Regions from separate parts of the Sus scrofa genome. Here region 1 is linked to region 2. A link is a contact called in public HiChIP or PLAC-seq data. All regions are on one chromosome and are shown on one strand. Each heading gives the region's core, a stretch centred on a gene start, on an enhancer-like site or on the middle of the called end of the contact. The rest is flanking DNA. Distances are from core to core; before and after follow the strand shown. Region 1 overlaps MAP3K5 (mitogen-activated protein kinase kinase kinase 5). Region 2 overlaps MAP3K5 (mitogen-activated protein kinase kinase kinase 5).

What was found. HiChIP or PLAC-seq counts read pairs in DNA pulled down with a chosen protein or histone mark.
Region 1: an H3K27ac HiChIP or PLAC-seq map of alveolar macrophages shows a contact between it and region 2. The contact joins two enhancer-like sites. A contact is called at or near these places in 2 of 5 promoter capture datasets (fetal liver and skeletal muscle), 18 of 47 Hi-C or Micro-C datasets (alveolar macrophages, blood, embryonic fibroblasts and 11 more) and 2 of 2 datasets of contacts at active chromatin or transcription factors (alveolar macrophages and skeletal muscle).

The regions. Positions count from the first base shown.
Region 1 is chr1:27,573,329-27,577,769 of Sscrofa11.1, forward strand. It overlaps MAP3K5 (mitogen-activated protein kinase kinase kinase 5), which reads left to right. Exons shown (of 29, transcript XM_021072507.1): 23 at 1,276-1,461. Among named protein-coding and RNA genes, the nearest start is that of MAP7, 30 kb to the right of the region's middle. Within about 2 kb of position 2,108, at least 10 of the 83 cell types and tissues checked have an H3K27ac peak or open chromatin away from gene starts, as enhancers often do. A contact at or near this core is called in alveolar macrophages, where this site is marked.
Region 2 is chr1:27,396,251-27,400,879 of Sscrofa11.1, forward strand. All of the region lies in intron 1 of MAP3K5 (mitogen-activated protein kinase kinase kinase 5), which reads left to right. Among named protein-coding and RNA genes, the nearest start is that of MAP3K5, 18 kb to the left of the region's middle. Within about 2 kb of position 2,896, at least 10 of the 83 cell types and tissues checked have an H3K27ac peak or open chromatin away from gene starts, as enhancers often do. A contact at or near this core is called in alveolar macrophages, where this site is marked.

The DNA of each region.
Region 1 (4,441 bases), core at 858-3,357, 180 kb after region 2:
TCATGTTGTTATGATATTGCCTGCGAATCTTTATTTTGGTGGTAATTTAGTTCGTGGTAAGAAAAGAAACAAAGTTTATAACTGTTCCCAGTCTGATTTTAAAATATTCCCTTAATGATACTTTCAACCTTTTCAATATATTTTCTCATGAAAACATAAACATGATAGGGAGCTCCCGAATGAAAATATACTGAGAGAAAGAACTTGATGGTGCATTCCTCTCCTATTTGAGTGGACTCCTAGAAATTGTAATTTCCACAGCCCAGTTGAGGGGTTTAATTGTAATGATGCAGTAACAAAATGTGCAATAATATGAGCTAGAAACGAGCATGATAAAAATCCCGTTGTTTCTTAAAGTTAAATGAGATAAATAACATCCTGCTATGTTTCCTTTAAGGAAGCAATGTTTTTGCTCAAAGTAAAAAAATAAAATAAAATAAAATCGAGAGAGGGAATTTGTTTAAATATTGTATTTAATTTTTTAATGTATAAAGTAGTCCATTTGGTTCATTCTTTTAACTAGTTGCCTTATGGGTGGGTAAAGAATGGGTTGCAGGATGGAGTCAAAGTGAGCCCCTTTTGACTGTAAGGAATGGACGCCCTTTAAGGGCAGTTGAAGTCCTGGGAGCTCTTTTGAGTGTATATCCCTGCTTTGTTTCTGTCTTAAACTCCTTCTCTGTGTGCTCTCCCACATGTTGTATTGTATCTCTAATAATAAATGCTATACCTGTTTTTACAGTCTTTGCCTCCATGAAACATTCTTGTTCTCAGCAGGGGCAAGAATCAGGCCAGTTCTGCTTTTAGCCTCTAGCTGCTCTAGTGGCCAGAATTCCTGGTTTTCATCCAGGCTGCCCACATTCAATTCCTGAGCAGGGCATTAAGATCTCACTTCAAGCCATCACTCACTGCTGTCTCAACCAGATCACTGTGGCTTATTGCCTGCATCTCTCTTTAGCACCTGATTAAAATTTCTGAGAGTGGACTCTTATTGCCTTAGCCTGTCCCTGTTTGGACAGAGCTTTTTATATCTGACTACGTCATGGCTATTGGACAGTGTATGGGCCGGGTGCCTTTCCTCCTAAGGTCTGATCTGATTTGGTGGGGGGGGAGCCATATAGTTCAAATATGGTCTCTCCCCTTGCCGGGGGGAGGGGGGGCTGGGGGGGGCTTGCATTTTGAAGCCTAGTTCTTCTCAGCAGGAGCTATGGGACAGCAGGCCTGTGGCTGATGCATCCAGCACAGATCAACTGACAGATTGGTGGTTTTTATTCACAGGGGGCAGAAGAACCTAAACTAAAGTGGGAGCACATCACAACCCTCGTCACAAGCCTCAGAGAATTTGTGAGGTCCACCGACCGAAAGATCATAGCCACCACCCTGTCGAAGCTGAAGCTGGAGCTGGACTTTGACAGCCACGGCATCAGTCAAGTCCAGGTGGTGCTCTTTGGTTTTCAAGATGCTGTAAGTATGCTATTTTGCCCATGTCCGCCCCCCCCCCCAACTCCAGCTAAAATTAGTCCAAAAATCAGATAGGATAAACATATAAGGAAAATAGGATAAACCTGTAAGTTCTATTATCTTTCCTTCCTTTGATAATTTTGATGAATTCTTTTCTCTTCGGATCATAAAGAAGTGTGAGCTGGTTGCCTGTCCGTGTACCTCTAAGTACCAGATTTGTTGTTTGGTATGTTTGTGTCTCCCCAGATTTGTCTGTCCTCAGATTTGGAGTATTGTTATCTCCCTAGATTGAACACCATGGAAAATAACAAAACCCACGCATGTTCCCCCATGGCTGTGCTTTGTCCTTATGAAATAGAGAGTAGCCAGTCACTGTCTATTTTGATGAGTTTAGCCACAGAGCACACTTTCGTCCTGCACTTTCCAATTCTGTATGAGAAATGCCACCTAGTGGTCATCGAGAAAAATGTAATCATACAGATGGCAATGATCATTTTGTTCCCCTGCTCTGGTTTCCATACAGAACTTCTTAAACATGCTTGTTTAATAAATACTTACTATTTCCTAGCCAACAGTATATTCAGAGCCCAGGGCATCAGTGGATGAAAATTAATCCACAGGCTCTTGTGAGAGATTGCTGAGGATTCCTCCCTTTTGTATCGTGTTGCTATGCAGCACAAACTAAGCCAGTTTTCCAGAAGCCTGATTCAAACCATATGTGATATTCTTGAATGAGACTTATTTGTAGAACTTTGTACCAAAAAAAGCCTGAAATCCCTCCCAGAAGGCCCTTACGAGGTGCGGGAGACAGAAATAAGATATCGAAATAAGACAGTGCCTGCGTGTGAGTGAAGAAGCACTTTGCATAATTTTATTTAAAGTCCCCAAATTAACTCACTCCTAGTGTGTTTATTGCTCCTACATAGGAGATATCTGGACAGTTGCATTTGGTGCATCAAATGATTCCTGATTTAAAATCAAATGGTCATCCTTCAGTGGCCACGGGTGCTCTCTGAGACTCTGTGAAAGCCACTTGGTCCTGTGCTATATCCCGGGTAGGGTGACACCCCTGACTCAACTGGGGTTGTGGGAAATGAGCAACTGGCAAAGCCTATCACTAATATTAAATGCTAAAGGCACACTTGCTCTGGAACTTGGGAACCCCAGGCATCTGCAAATAGAACGAAATAATCTAGTAAATGTGCCCTTGCCCACACATTTGGCTTCCAGCCTAGAGGCTGGAAAGCAAACAGGCCAGAATTCAGATTGAAAGTGGGTTAGTGGTAATCCTGGGCCATAGGCCAGGTCTGTCTGTTTGTCTTGTCTGTCTGTCTGTATCCCTCTCTCTCTCTCTCATACACACACACACACACACACACACACACACACACACACACACACACACACGCCCCTGCTCTTCCTCAGTCAATATCCAGGATGGGAATGGACAGCATTTAATGAAGGGCTGTCAGGGTCAGGGTCAGGGTCATGGAGGATCCCTCTTTCATCTTCCGTGCGTGACCCTTGAGAGAAATATTCTTAGTTCCTAAATGTTACTCTCCACAGTAGTTAAGTAAGCAGACAGATCTTTTGTGAAAGTACTAGGACAAAAGCATTCTGAAAGGATTTCCTAGAACGAGTGGGAACCAAGCAATGGTTCATTTCCTTGGGAGCAGCTACTCTGAGGAGTTCCTCAGCTCCACTCCCTTCTAAACTGGGGGATCCGATGGGGATGGATCAAGGGCAGGAGTAAGCATTTGGAACCCCAGCGCTTGCTGAGAGAACAGTAAAGTCTCTCCAGCTTTCTCTAAGATCCCGAGTCAGAGCCCTATTGGGAAAATAGTCTCTTTTCTTAGAGGTTTGTATCAACCAGCAATTAGTGGAGTTAATCAAAATTTTATTTTTATTTATTTATTTATTTATTTATTGCTTTTTTTAGGGCTGCACCTGCAGCATATGGAAGTTCCCTGGCTTAGGGATTGAATCGGAGCTACAGCTGCCGGCCTACACCATAGCCACAGCCACTCGGGATCGGAGCCACATCTGAGACCTACACCACAGCTCATAGCAATGTCGGATCCTTAACCCACTGAATGAGGCCAGGGATCAAACCCACATCCTCATGGATATGAGTCTGGCTCATTACCACTGAGCCGTAACAGGAACTTCGAACCCAAATTTCAAATAAGCCTCTCTTAGTTTTATGATAAAGTTATTTCCAAAAAGGTAACACACATGGCTTAGACATACAATGGAATATGACCCACCCTTAAAAAGGAAGGAAGTTCTGACACATTACCCTAAGTGAAATAAGCCAGACACAAAAATACTGTATGATTTCACTTTTGAGACATCTCAGCAGTCAGATTCATAGACAGGAAGTAGAATGGTGGTTGCCAGAGGAGGGGAGAGCAAGGGGGGATTATTGTTTAGTGGGTTTAGAGTTTCAGTTTTGCAAGATGAAAAGAGTTCTGGAGACAGCCGGTGGTGATGGACAATGGGAATGTACTTAAGGCCACTGAACTGTACACTAGGTCAATTTAATGTTATGTGTATTTTACCATATAATTTTATTAAAAAAAATTTTTTTATTCATTAGGGCCATACCCACAGAATATGAAAGTTCCCAGGCTAGGGGTCGAATCAGAGCTATGCTGCCCGCCTCCACCACAGCTCACAGCCACGCCAGATTGTAATGTGAACAGCTTTTCTGGAATGTTTTCGCAGATTAAAGAGATATAAGCAAATGAGGGCAGGAAAACAAGGCACACGCTGTGGCAGATCTGTAGGTAGCACACACATGCACACTGTCCCCCTTTAAGGTGTTTCCAAGTCACCAGCGTGTGCTGAGGCACCTGCTTGTGTTAAATGACAAGCATTTACCGGAGTTCCCATCGTGGCTCAGCGGAAGCAAATCTGACTAGCATCCATGAGGACGGGTGTTCTATCCCTGGCCTCGCTCAGTGTGTTAAGGATCCGGTGT
Region 2 (4,629 bases), core at 1,646-4,145:
AAGAGGGTTGTTGACACAAAAGCTGTTGCACTATGTTGTGATACTGCTTGGGAATTTTGAGGCAAAAGTGTGCAATGACATTTATATATCGTCATGCCTTCATTTCCCAGGCCACCTTTATTTTAGGTGTGTGCTTTCCTTTGAAAATATCATTAGACATATTAGAGTAAGTTTGCAGAGGCAGATGTATGAAGCAGCCCTGATTTTTCTTTTTTCAAATTCCACTCTTTTTAGTTGGTTCTCCTTGGTTTATTTGTCAGGGGAGCAAGAGCATGTTCCCTAAACAGAGTTCTGTGCCAGAGGATAAGCCAACTTAATTTGAGAAGATTTTCTAAGAGCATTAAAGGAGAGAAAAAGCAGTGATTGGAGAATCCAAGGCCCTAATCTGCTTTCAGTTTTCAGTGACTTGGTGTAAATGCTAGAATAAGCTCCCTTAAGACTTGGACTGGCTTATATGCTTCTAATGACTTTATATTTGGTCTATGAGAGTTACCTTCTCAAGACTTGTAATTGTCCTCTTTAGCTATAGAAGAAAGTATTATCCAACATTTGAGCCATAACGTGTGCTTAATATGTGGCCACCAGGAAAATTCCTTCCTGAATCCAGCATATTGCATAGTTATTTATGAACTGGAGCTTTGCATTCTTTTTCGTTTAAGCTAAGAATAATTGTGGAACTATTTAACTTTCTATCTTTTAGTGTCTCTCTGAGACCTGTGTAATTTTTTACTGCATGTTTATGTTAGTCTATTTCCTCTTAAAATAACCTCCTAAAAGCCATTAAACACATCTTAACTTGTTTACTTGATTCTTTAGGGGATAATAAAAACAAAAAAACAAAAAAAAACAAAAAAAAAAACCAAAACAAACAAAACACTATTGGTCCATAAGGCTTGCATCATATTGAAATGACTGAGAAGGAAAAACCAAAAAAGTCAGGTCTAATGATGTAGGACAATGAGAAATCCTTTGTTAGAGAGGTCTGACCTAGAAGGAACAGTTTCAGGTACTTTAAAGGATTGTTAAAGCATAATTCTATGTCTCTTTTCCTTGTCTGTCTTGTTTATCCTGTATCTCTATTACCTAATACAGTGCTTGGCACATAATAGGCACTAGATATCTTTTGATGGATTGGGTGAATGGATATTGCCTTTTCCCCTCCTTGTGTTTAGTTATTGATTTTGTTATCTGCTTTTTCTACTTAAGTGTGAGTTAAGTTCCTAGGTGGCAAAGAGCACATTATATGGAACTTGACATCCCCCAGGCCTTTTGTATCTGTGCTCGACCCATAGATCTGTGCTTGACCGTGAAGTGGCCACACTTACTGATGCTTAGAGAATAGACTTCAGTGAAATGGACCCTTCACTGAGGGGGTGCATATTCTGGTGCAGGAGACCAGCCCATAAATATGAGCAGGTTGTGCTGATTGCTATGCTGGAGGTGTATATAAGATGCTTTGAGAACACAAGTGACAGAGGATTCTTCTTCCTTTTTTTTTTTTTTTTTTTTTTTTTGGCTTTTAGGGCTGCACCTGTGACATATGGAAATTCCTAGGCCAAGAGTCAAATCGGAGCTGCAGCTTCAGGCCACAGCCACAGCCACAGCAACTCGAGCCATGTCTGCGACCTACATCACAGCTCACCGCAATTTTGGATCTTTAACTTACTGAGCAAGGCCAGGGATCGAACCCACATCCTCATGGATACTAATTGAGTTTGTTACTGCTGAACCATGATGGGAACTCTGACAGAGGATTCTTCTGGGGAAGAAGGAAGTGTGGAGGAGGTTGGCTAAGGCTTTGCAGAGGTGATATTTGAATTGGGTTTTGAAGTCTAACTGTGAAAGCACTTATTATGTGCCGGGTGATTGTTTTTGTTTTTGTTTTTTTGTCTTTTTAGGGCCACACATGAGTTATGGAAATTCCCAGGCTGGGGGTTGAATCGGAGCTGTAGCTGCTGGCCTACGCCACAGCCACAGCAATGCTGGAGCCTTAACCCACTGAGCAAGGGCAGGGATCAAACCTGCATCCTCATGGAATCTGACTAAGATTCGTTTCTGCTGAGCCACGATGGGAACTCCTGTGCCAGGTGTTTTAAATTATGAGAATAAGCAAGTCTCCCCATAAGAGGGAGGTAGAATAAAAAGAAGATGGAGTTGAGAAAACACCAGCATTTAAAGATGGCATCAACTAGTGAGGAAGAGAAACGGTCACGAGGTAGGACAGTGGACGGGGGACGTTCAGAGAGTGGAAAAGAGAGAAAAAGACAGAGTGAGCTAGTTGAAAGCAACATAAAGAGGGCTTGTCGGAAGTCAGGAAGGTCGAATGTTTCAGAGAACTCGCTGGACTCAGAGATTAGAAAACTCCTGATTACTTTTGCCAGAGCAACTTCAGGAGTAGATGGTGCTACTTTTCCCGAATAGCGTCTTGAGTGATTGCTGGGGAACACCTGGGAGGCAGATAATGAAGAGGGATCTTTAAAGAAATGTGTAGGTGACAGAAGCAGAAAGAAAAGGCAGTTGCTGGAGGCAGTGCACCAGGCAGTGCACCCTGCTCCAGGGATGAGGGACCTTGCCTGGTCCTGGCAGTGTTTATGCCTCAGAGACTGGATGAGGTCAGTAAGCCTTTGTGGGCTCAGGTGTTATTTAATGTTGTTTCTGTGGGAACATGGAATACAAATTCCCAGCCACTTTCCTCCAGAAAGAACTCCGGAGCATGACCCTTTGTTACGTGTATTTGTTTTCTCACTCATTCTAATTAGGTGAAAAGTGGAGTTGCTTTTCCTTACGAGATTCCGAGATTCCGTAACTTAGATAAATTTGATGCAGCTTAAGTAGAGAGTTCTTTACTGGCGGAACTCAGTTTACAGAAGTGAAGGACTTGTTCAGGAAGTGAAAGTGTTTGCTAAGAAAATGGATCGTTCAGCTAGAGACGTTTTTCATTCTTTCTCCAGTGGCTGGATTTCACAGGCTTTTGAAACTTCAAGAATAAGAACTGGGACCAAAAATGATTTTATAATTTCCTCAGCCACCTGAAACACTTGACTGCATACAATAGTGGCCACTTAGAAGTAAAAGTGATCGATTCTTTAAAAGAGATCTTTTTGCTTCGTGCCATCTTGCTTTGTAAACCTACAGTGGGAACCCCGCCCCCCTTTTTTTTAAACTCCCATTATTTTTTAGGCTTTCTTCACCTTGGGTTCCAAACCACTCCCAAGTGGAAGGCTATTCTGACTACATTACTGGTATAAACCCTGGATTACTTTGAAGAGCTCTCAGGATGGGGCAGGCTCATTCATTGGTAATCTTTGTCCATTCGGAAAGAAGCTCCCACCCTCTCAAAAAAAAAAAAAATCTTATCTGAATAGTTACTATTGTTTTACTGGCTTATCTTGGCATCAGCTTCTTGCAGCCTTGTCTTTTATGCATCCAGTGAAGGATACCTATTTCTGATGTTGATGTTGATGTTTCTGGTGATGCCGTTAATCTTTTGTGTCACCCTTACCAGAGTAGGAGGGGAGGAACACGTTTCCTTAGAAACCTAAGCTTAGAAAAGTTTCGTTTACCTAAGGATGACTTTACCAAGGACCAAGGTCTTTCTCTCTCTTTCTTCCTCCTCCTCCGCCTCCCTTTCGCCTCTCTTCCTTCCCTCCTTCCTTCCTTTCTTTCTTTCTTTCCTTCTCCCTCTCACTTCTTTTTTTTTTAATAATAGGAAACCATTACCAAGTCAAATCTTTTAAAAACTTGTCTTGAAAATCAGTTCTCAGGGTGAAACTTGAATTTTCTAAAATAGCATTTCCAAAGAGAACATGTTTTTAACTACTGAGTTGTCAAGACCGTACAGAATCTTCTTTGATAATAATAATGATGGTAATCATAATAATAAAAAGATCAGAGGAGCAAGATGTAGTGGTACAGTTTTCTAGCAACGATCGGGGAGATCAGCTGGATTTCATTCCTTTCATCCATGTGAAATGGACGAAATGCCTTTTTTTGGGGGTGTCAGATGTCTCCTTACTATATCTTTTTAGCTCAGGACCCCAGAGCTGTAGGTTTCACCATCCGATGTATACTCCAGACCTGCGTATGGTTGGACAGATACCTTCAAACTCATTTCCCTACAGAAATTGATCCCTTTCTCTAGTTCCTAGAGAAATGGCACCCAATTTTCAAAACCAGAAACCTTCTCCAGATTCTTTCAAAATAATCATGAATTATATACATATTAGGAATATCCATCCTTTATTTCCCTCAGTGCATGACCTTATTTCCTGAGTTTGATGTTTAGTTTAATTTTATACTAATGCCTGACACATTTTTATAGTCCAAACTAAGTCACTGGGGACTTAAACTTTTGCTTTGAATTGTAGATTCTTGCTTCGTGTGTAGACCTGAGAATTATTCATTGGTATTTTGTTCTAGAAGGTTCAGGAGATTTTTTCACACTTGACTCCTTCCTCCATCTTGAATTAATTTTGTCGTAACGATGTAGGAAAAGCAATGTGTCTGTATCCCAAGGTACCAAGATTGGCAAAAGGAAACAACCTGTGAACTGTATGAAACTTATAGACGTGTTTCTTTAGTTTTTGTGGGGGTGTGTGTGTGTCTTTTCTAGGGCCGCTCCCCAGGCAT